Regions from separate parts of the Sus scrofa genome. Here region 2 is linked to region 1. A link is a contact called in public HiChIP or PLAC-seq data. All regions are on one chromosome and are shown on one strand. The core of a region is the stretch at or near the end of the contact, and the rest is flanking DNA. Distances in the headings are between cores, read along the strand shown. Region 1 holds the start of LOC100516527 (cytochrome c oxidase assembly factor 1 homolog). Region 2 holds the start of C18H7orf25 (UPF0415 protein C7orf25 homolog).

Region 1 (3,531 bases), core at 523-3,022:
GACGGGAACTCCAGGCATTGCAATCTTAATCTCTTTCTTTAGAAATTTAACAAGTCAAAAGTCAATGAAAATTACCCAAAGGATGCCTATTTTATTTCTTCATTTCCTCTAATGTATGAAACTATTCAAATATCCCTTATTGTTCAAGCAACTCAAAATCTGCTTAGTTTCCATTAATTCTTTAAAAAGAGAACTATTCTGGGGATTCATAATTTAATAACAGGCTACTTTGATAATGTGCTCATTTAACCAGTGGATTCCAAAGTGATGGAATGTATGTATGGCAACCTATTTGTTGCATGGGAAGAAAATGCATAAATTAGTATTTTTTATCTCACCTTTTAAAGGTTCTATTTCTTGCGGAAGTTTTTATAGCATGCATAATATGTATCTATATCATACATAGTATATGTTTATAGTCAAATTTTCTTTTCTGATGGGAATGTGATCAAGAGTTTGAAGACCATTGCTTTAGACTGCCCTTAATTAGTCTGGTTATGGAACACATCAAATCTAGGTGACTCACCTGAGACTCACTGCTTTGTGGAGGAAAGGTACTTGGGTGGTAGACTGGAACCTGGGACCCTTTACCAGAGTGCTTGCACCTGAACAAATAACTCTTCCAAGACCAGGAAGAAAACTATAAGGGACTAAAAATAATTGCATGCATGTGGCAGTTGGGGGCAATTATGAACCAAAAGATATAAAGAGGCCAAAGCCCAACTACTGGTTCAGGGGTGCCAGGACCAAAAGCAGTGGACTGCACATGATCCCTGCACAAAGTACCACCAAAGAAGTGGGCAGACCATTTCAGCTATGCCTCCTGCTCAATTCATGGACGGGGCCTCTCTTGTTAACTCATTTAAGGACTCAAACAGCGAGCAAGGGCACCTGTTTCTTATTTTCCTTATAGTCTTGCTTGGAATTTTTGGCCTCTTAGCAATTTCTGTTGATTAGAGTCTAGGGACTCAGGCGGGTAACACTGGGACTTCACGCTTAACGTTAAAAAAGTAATCATGCATAGCAGTGAGGACAATGGAATGGTCAAGATGAAAATAAGGTAACTGGCCTTTATTGAACACTTTAACAAAATGCCAGACTATTCTGAGTGGTTTATATTGTGATAAGAGGAGTTCCCGTTGGGGCTCAGTGGTAATGAACCCGACTAGTATCCATGAGGATGTGGGTTCCATCCTTGGCCTGGCTTAGTGGGTTATGGATCTGGCATTGCCTTGAGCTGTGGTGTCGGCCACAGAGGAGGCTTGGATCCGGCCTTGCTGTGGCTGTGGTGTAGACCGGCAGCTGCAGCTCCAGTTCCACCCCTAGCCTGGGGATGTCCATGTGTGTGGGCCTAAAAAGCAAAAAACAAAAACTATATATCCATCCTTATGAGAAATCTATTAAGTAAATTATTATTATCGTACTACTAAAATCCGAGAGCAAAGACCACTACATTTTTTTCTTAGCACTGCATTCCCTGGAGCACAGTAAGCAGTTCATAAATATTTGGTGAATTAAAAAAAATTTTTTTGCCAAATTTCTCCGCCAAATGGGGCAAGATGGACTTGAGGGCTAGAATGGGGCTCAGATGGCCCGTGGTTCTGCATCCTTGGATGTGAACCCAAGCGCCGATCCCTGCGAGGAGCAACGTGAACCAGAGGTTTAAATTTCCTCGGCAGCCACTGCGGGACTGAATGTGTGTTGAGGGCTCATGGCGCGCAGAAAACAAAAAGCGGGGATCTGAGGAGACAAGTCCCCTCCCGGCGCGGGTCCACCTGCAGAGACGCCAGGCACCAACCTGCACCTCGCTCGCCCGGGTCCGGGGTCCGCCAGCGGCGGGCTCGTCCCGACGCTCTAGCCCACGGGGAGGCGACGCCGGAAGTCTCGACTGCTCTCCGCGGGGCGGGGCCGCCCGCCGGCCTCCGCGCTCCCCCCGCCCCGCGGCTCCCACCGGACGTCCGGGAGGAGCCCTCCCGCTCTCCGCGGCGGCGTGGTAAGCCGGGAGGCTGGCACTGCCCGCGGAGGGAGTCGGGTCTCGGCCGCCCCAGGAGTGGGTGTTCCTGCAGCGCCGGGGGCCGCGACCGCGTCCCGGGTGGGCTGTGGCCAGGGGAGTCCCCTCCGGGGTCACCTCCGGGTTGTCACCGGCCTCGACCTCCCTCCGTTGCAAGGTTGGCACCTGCGGGGCCCTGGTGGGCTCAGCTCCTCGCGACGCTGTAAGGTGCCCCCTCCTGTGTGTCTCACCGTGGTCTTGCCCTGGGGTTTCGTTGAGCGTTCCCGGGAGCACATTTGTAAAGAAGTGGACCTGGGCCCTTTGTCCGTGGCCCCAGTTTGCAGCAGCCAGAGGAGGACCCTGCCTAGATGGCTGTAGAAAAGAGCTGTTTGGCTCAGTGGTCATAATACCTTTTGGCCCCGTCACGTTTGAGCCCCACACGGGGGCTGACCATAGAAGTGAGTTTCAGTGTAAGTGAGTTTCAGGTGTGTGTGTATGTATGTGTGTGTGAGAGAGAGGAATTTTAAAATTCACAAAGATTCTTATATTTTGAAATTTCCTTTTTTTTTTTTTTCCGTCTTCCCCTAATTCCTCCTCATTCTCACCTGAGTACTGCTCCGCTTCCCTTTTATTAAAAATAGCAACTCTTTACTTAGACTTTATACATTTAAAACACAGATCTGTGTTCATCCTCTGCTTAAAGTCTTACTGGCCTCCCCATTGATTGAGGATAATAGAAATTCCTTAGGCTGGCTTCAAGACCCTGCAGGGCCTTGCTTCTGATGAATTTTTCGGTCTTATCTCCTTTCACCAAACACACAAACACCCTGTATACCACCCCCGCCGCATGCCAACCTGCAGTCATTTCGTCTCTTTGGATATGACAGTTTTATAATGATTTACCCACATTTGGAAATTTATTTTTCTATTCAGTCAGAATTTATTGAACCCTGATATTGCCAGGCACTGTTTTAGGAGCTGAGGATATAATGGGAAAAAAAAACAAAAGCACACCCCAATCCAGTCTTTTTTTTTTTTTTTTTGCTTTTTCTTTTTTTGCTTTTTAGGGCCGAAAGTGTGGCATATGAAAGTTCCCAGACTAGGGGTTGAATCCAAGCTACAGCTGCCAGACTACGCCATAGCCACAGCAACACCATATCTGAGCTGCATCTGTGACTTGTACCACAGCTCCTGGCAATGCCAGATCCCGACCCACTGATCGAGGCCAAGGATCCAACCTGCATCCTCATGGATACTAGTCGGATTCATTTCTGCTGTGCCACAATGAGAACTCCCCAAGCTACAGTCTTTTTGGGGAAAAACAAAAAAACAAACCAGATTGAGATATAGGTCACATACCTAGAACTTTACAATATACTTTGGTTTTTCGTGCATTCACAAATTTGTACAAGCAATACCACGATCAATTTTGAAAAGTTTTTATCACCCCCAGAACAAGCCCTGTGCCCATTAGCAGTCTCATGATTTCCTCCTTACTCACTCCCACTCCTCCCCACTCTTAGCCCTAAGGGGCTACTGAT
Region 2 (3,531 bases), core at 339-2,838, 700 kb after region 1:
CATTCATTGTGTTGAACACTCAGTAGGTCCTTGATTGTAGAAACATCTTTCAGTTTTCCTAAATTTTATAGCATTTCTTTGAGAAATTGCCTCTTCGTTGTCTTTGGTTTTGTTTCTAAAGCTCGTATTTGAACTCTTCCATGCTCCGTTACCTCCCCTTAAAAAAAAATCCTTCTCTTGACTCATGACTGAAGGAAGTATCTTTTCTCTGAGAATGCTAGTTAAGGATATTTTTTTAAAAAGCAAACAAACATTTTTTTCTGCTTTCTGTTTTCTTCAGATTCCAAACTAAAAAATGTTTGGAAGTGCTGTGTTTGTGAGTCCCAAACCTACTCACAAAGCGGTGGAGGAGAGACGCTCGATGTGGGCACCTCTAAACCATTTCTCTGTGGTCTTTCATTTGCTCTGTTTCTCCAGAGGAAAATCAGGGTTGGGGGAAGGGGGTCGTAAGGGCGGTGGGACAGGAGCGCCAGCATTCTGGAAGGCGCAGGGAAGGGGCGGACAGCGTTTTGCGATGCAGTATGAAATTTTCTTTTCATGGTGTGTCTGGAACCCATCGCAAACTCTAGGCTTCTGCCTGGGGAACAATGGGTAACCGTCCCAGCTTCACAGGACTTGCTTTAAAAACTTGTAAGCAGTAAGCACGGCCCAGGTTCAGTCCTGCCTCACTGCTCCCCTCCTTGCCTTCCTCGGTAGTTCCAGAGCCTTTCTGGGTTCTGCCTTGTGAACCACTTGAGGCAGTTTTCTCTCAGCTAACTACCTACCCCATCCGCAAAGAGGCTTCCTGGGTTCAAATAACCTCTCTCTGGCAGACTTAATGCTAAAATATATCTTTTAGGCTAAATTAATATGTGAACAAACACTTAGAACAATATCTGCCACATAGTAAGCCCTGAGGAAGTGTTGTCATTGTTCTTTGTCTTCCAGAAATGTGTTGACAATTTTTTTTAGTCTTTGGAGTTTATTCCTTCTTCATTGCTTTACTGTCATTTCAGTTGGGTTTAGGAAAGGATTAACTTAAAGTGCTCTTTAATCTTTAAAATCAGCCTCTGGACATTACTAAGCTAATAGCAATTCTCCAGCCCTTCAGAAGCCACCGGTCATTTGTCCTTTTAAGAAACGCAGCACATCCCTAATAGCACACTTTCTATGGAGAGCTCAGGATGGTGCAGGTGTAAAGTGCTTTGGCTCCGAGTTAGAAATCCCAGCTCCAGCACCTGCCAGCTGTGTAACCTTTGACAAGCCTCTCCAGCCTGTTTTCTCTTCTGTTAAAATAAGCCACATTTTTTTTCTAAGACAACAACCATTGTCGAGCGCTTGTAGGCCTTTGAACTTGACAGCAAAATGGTGCACTCGGCCTGATTGGGGGAGTTAGGCGCCGCCAGGACGTTTGCTTCATCAAAAACCACCGCCCCCCGCCGGAGAGAAGGCTAACCTTGACCAGCGAGACTGCTGGCACCCGGGGGACCGAGCAGCCGGCGCCGCAGCCGGGGAGAGGCGTGGCCCCAGAGCTCCGCCCCCGCCTCTTTCCCGGGGCGAGGCGGCCCCACGTCCCCAGGCCCGCCCCGCGGCGGGCGTGGGCGACGTCGCTGCCCTCAGCAAACATGGCCGCCGCTCTGGCGTCAGCCCTGCTCAGGAGGCCGCGCTGCCGTCTGGGAATCGCGGGCCCGGCGTCACCCGGCGCGGGGCCACGTGACGCGCTAGGCGCCCGAGGTGGCGGGGCTTGCGCAGGCGGAGCAGCCGCGGAGGCCTGAGTGGGGTGGGGGCTGCTGGGCGAGGTTTCCTGGCGGGTCCGAGCCTCGCCCGCACGTGCCTGCCTGCTCGCGCTCGCGGTCCTGGGCGCTGCCGGTGAGGAGCTGGGGAAGGGGCGAGGGGATGGGAGGGGCGCGCCCCTTCCGCGGCCGAGGCGGGGCTGGGCCCGGCCGGCCTGGCGGGGAGGGCGGTGGACGCGGGGCCCTGGCGCCGGCCGCGGGGGCTGTTGGAGCCCGAGCCGGACCTGCGGGGCCAGCGGTGCAGGTGAAGCTGGAAGGCTGGATGCCCTCCCGAAGGCCCAGGCCCGTCCGCCCGGGCCGCCACGGGCTGCACCCGTGGAGTTTATCTTCCAGGCTTTTTCCCTTCAAGTGGGACCAGGAGCCAAGTTGGTGGGCTCCTAAAACCTTTAAACATCCGCTGGGTTGATGTCACATTCAGGGACCGGGCACTCTTGATTCCTTGGCGTGCGTACCGTGTGCCCCTGGGAAATCCCGAGGCAGCTGGTTGAAGGAGCCCCATTCATGAAAGGCTTAGCGTGGCCAATGGAGAGACTCTTGTTCTGGACAGTTCGTTAACCAGCTAGTCTGTGTGGATAATTTTATTTCAGTCTTTTTATCTTGACCTTCTCTACAACCAAACGGTAAGGCCTGCTGATGAGGGAATTCCCTAACGCAGCAGGTTGCCAACCCCCTGCGTTTTATCCTAACCCGGGCATGTTGAGGACGCCGTGACCTTCAGGCTGAAGAAATGAGGGCCTAAAGCGTGTGGATCCAGCATAGGTAAGGAGGAGTTCACGGGCACAGCTGTTATCTTTCCTTAGCAATTTGGGAGGGAGTCGCTCTGGAATCACACATGCAGACGCCCTGGCCTCCATCGTCTCTGTTAGATTGAAGTCTCAGAATCCTGCGTGAAGCCTTGATTGCCATTGATTTGTTTCTTTTCTTCTCATAGGAAAGGAATAATGCTGTCAGCATGTCTGCACATTCCATGCTCTGTGAACGAATCGCTATAGCCAAGGAGCTGATCAAGAGAGCAGAATCACTTTCTAGATCACGAAAAGGTGGCATAGAAGGTGGTGCAAAGCTGTGCAGCAAATTGAAGGCAGAGTTAAAATTCTTACAGAAAGTAGAAGCTGGGAAGGTAGCTATTAAAGAGTCCCACTTACAGAGCACTAACCTAACCCATCTGAGAGCCATCGTGGAATCGGCAGAAAACCTGGAAGAGGTGGTCAGTGTCCTTCATGTCTTCGGTTACACAGACGCCTTGGGAGAAAAGCAGACCCTCGTGGTAGATGTGGTTGCAAATGGCGGTCACACTTGGGTGAAAGCCATTGGCCGAAAGGCCGAAGCGCTGCATAACATTTGGCTGGGCAGGGGTCAGTATGGGGACAAGAGCATCATTGAGCAGGCTGAAGACTTCCTGCAGGCCAGTCACCAGCAGCCAGTGCAGTACAGCAACCCTCACATCATCTTTGCGTTTTACAACAGCGTCTCCAGCCCCATGGCAGAGAAGCTGAGAGAAATGGGCATATCTGTAAGAGGAGACATAGTGGCGGTGAACTCCCTGTTAGATCACCCTGAAGAGCTCCAGCTGAGTGAGAGGGAATCGGATGACGAGGGCCCTGAACTTCTGCAGGTGACCAGAGTAGACCGAGAAAACATCCTGGCTCGTGTTGCCTTTCCGACGGAGATCAAGGTGGACGTGTGCAAAAGAGTGAATTTGGACATCACCACTCTAATCACATATGTATCTGCCCTCAGCTATGGAGGCTGCCACTTT

The links. HiChIP or PLAC-seq counts read pairs in DNA pulled down with a chosen protein or histone mark.
Region 2: a contact with region 1 is called in an H3K27ac HiChIP or PLAC-seq map of alveolar macrophages. The contact joins the promoter of C18H7orf25 here to the promoter of LOC100516527 in region 1. A contact is called at or near these places in 2 of 5 promoter capture datasets (fetal liver and liver), 1 of 47 Hi-C or Micro-C datasets (liver) and 1 of 2 datasets of contacts at active chromatin or transcription factors (alveolar macrophages).

Annotation. Positions count from the first base shown.
Region 1 is chr18:51,218,987-51,222,517 of Sscrofa11.1, forward strand. It overlaps LOC100516527 (cytochrome c oxidase assembly factor 1 homolog), which reads left to right and starts at 1,773. Exons shown (of 6, transcript XM_021079234.1): 1 at 1,773-1,993.
Region 2 is chr18:51,922,697-51,926,227 of Sscrofa11.1, forward strand. C18H7orf25 (UPF0415 protein C7orf25 homolog) reads left to right here and starts at 1,589. Exons shown (of 2, transcript XM_005673353.3): 1 at 1,589-1,848; 2 at 2,704-3,531. The coding sequence starts at 2,725.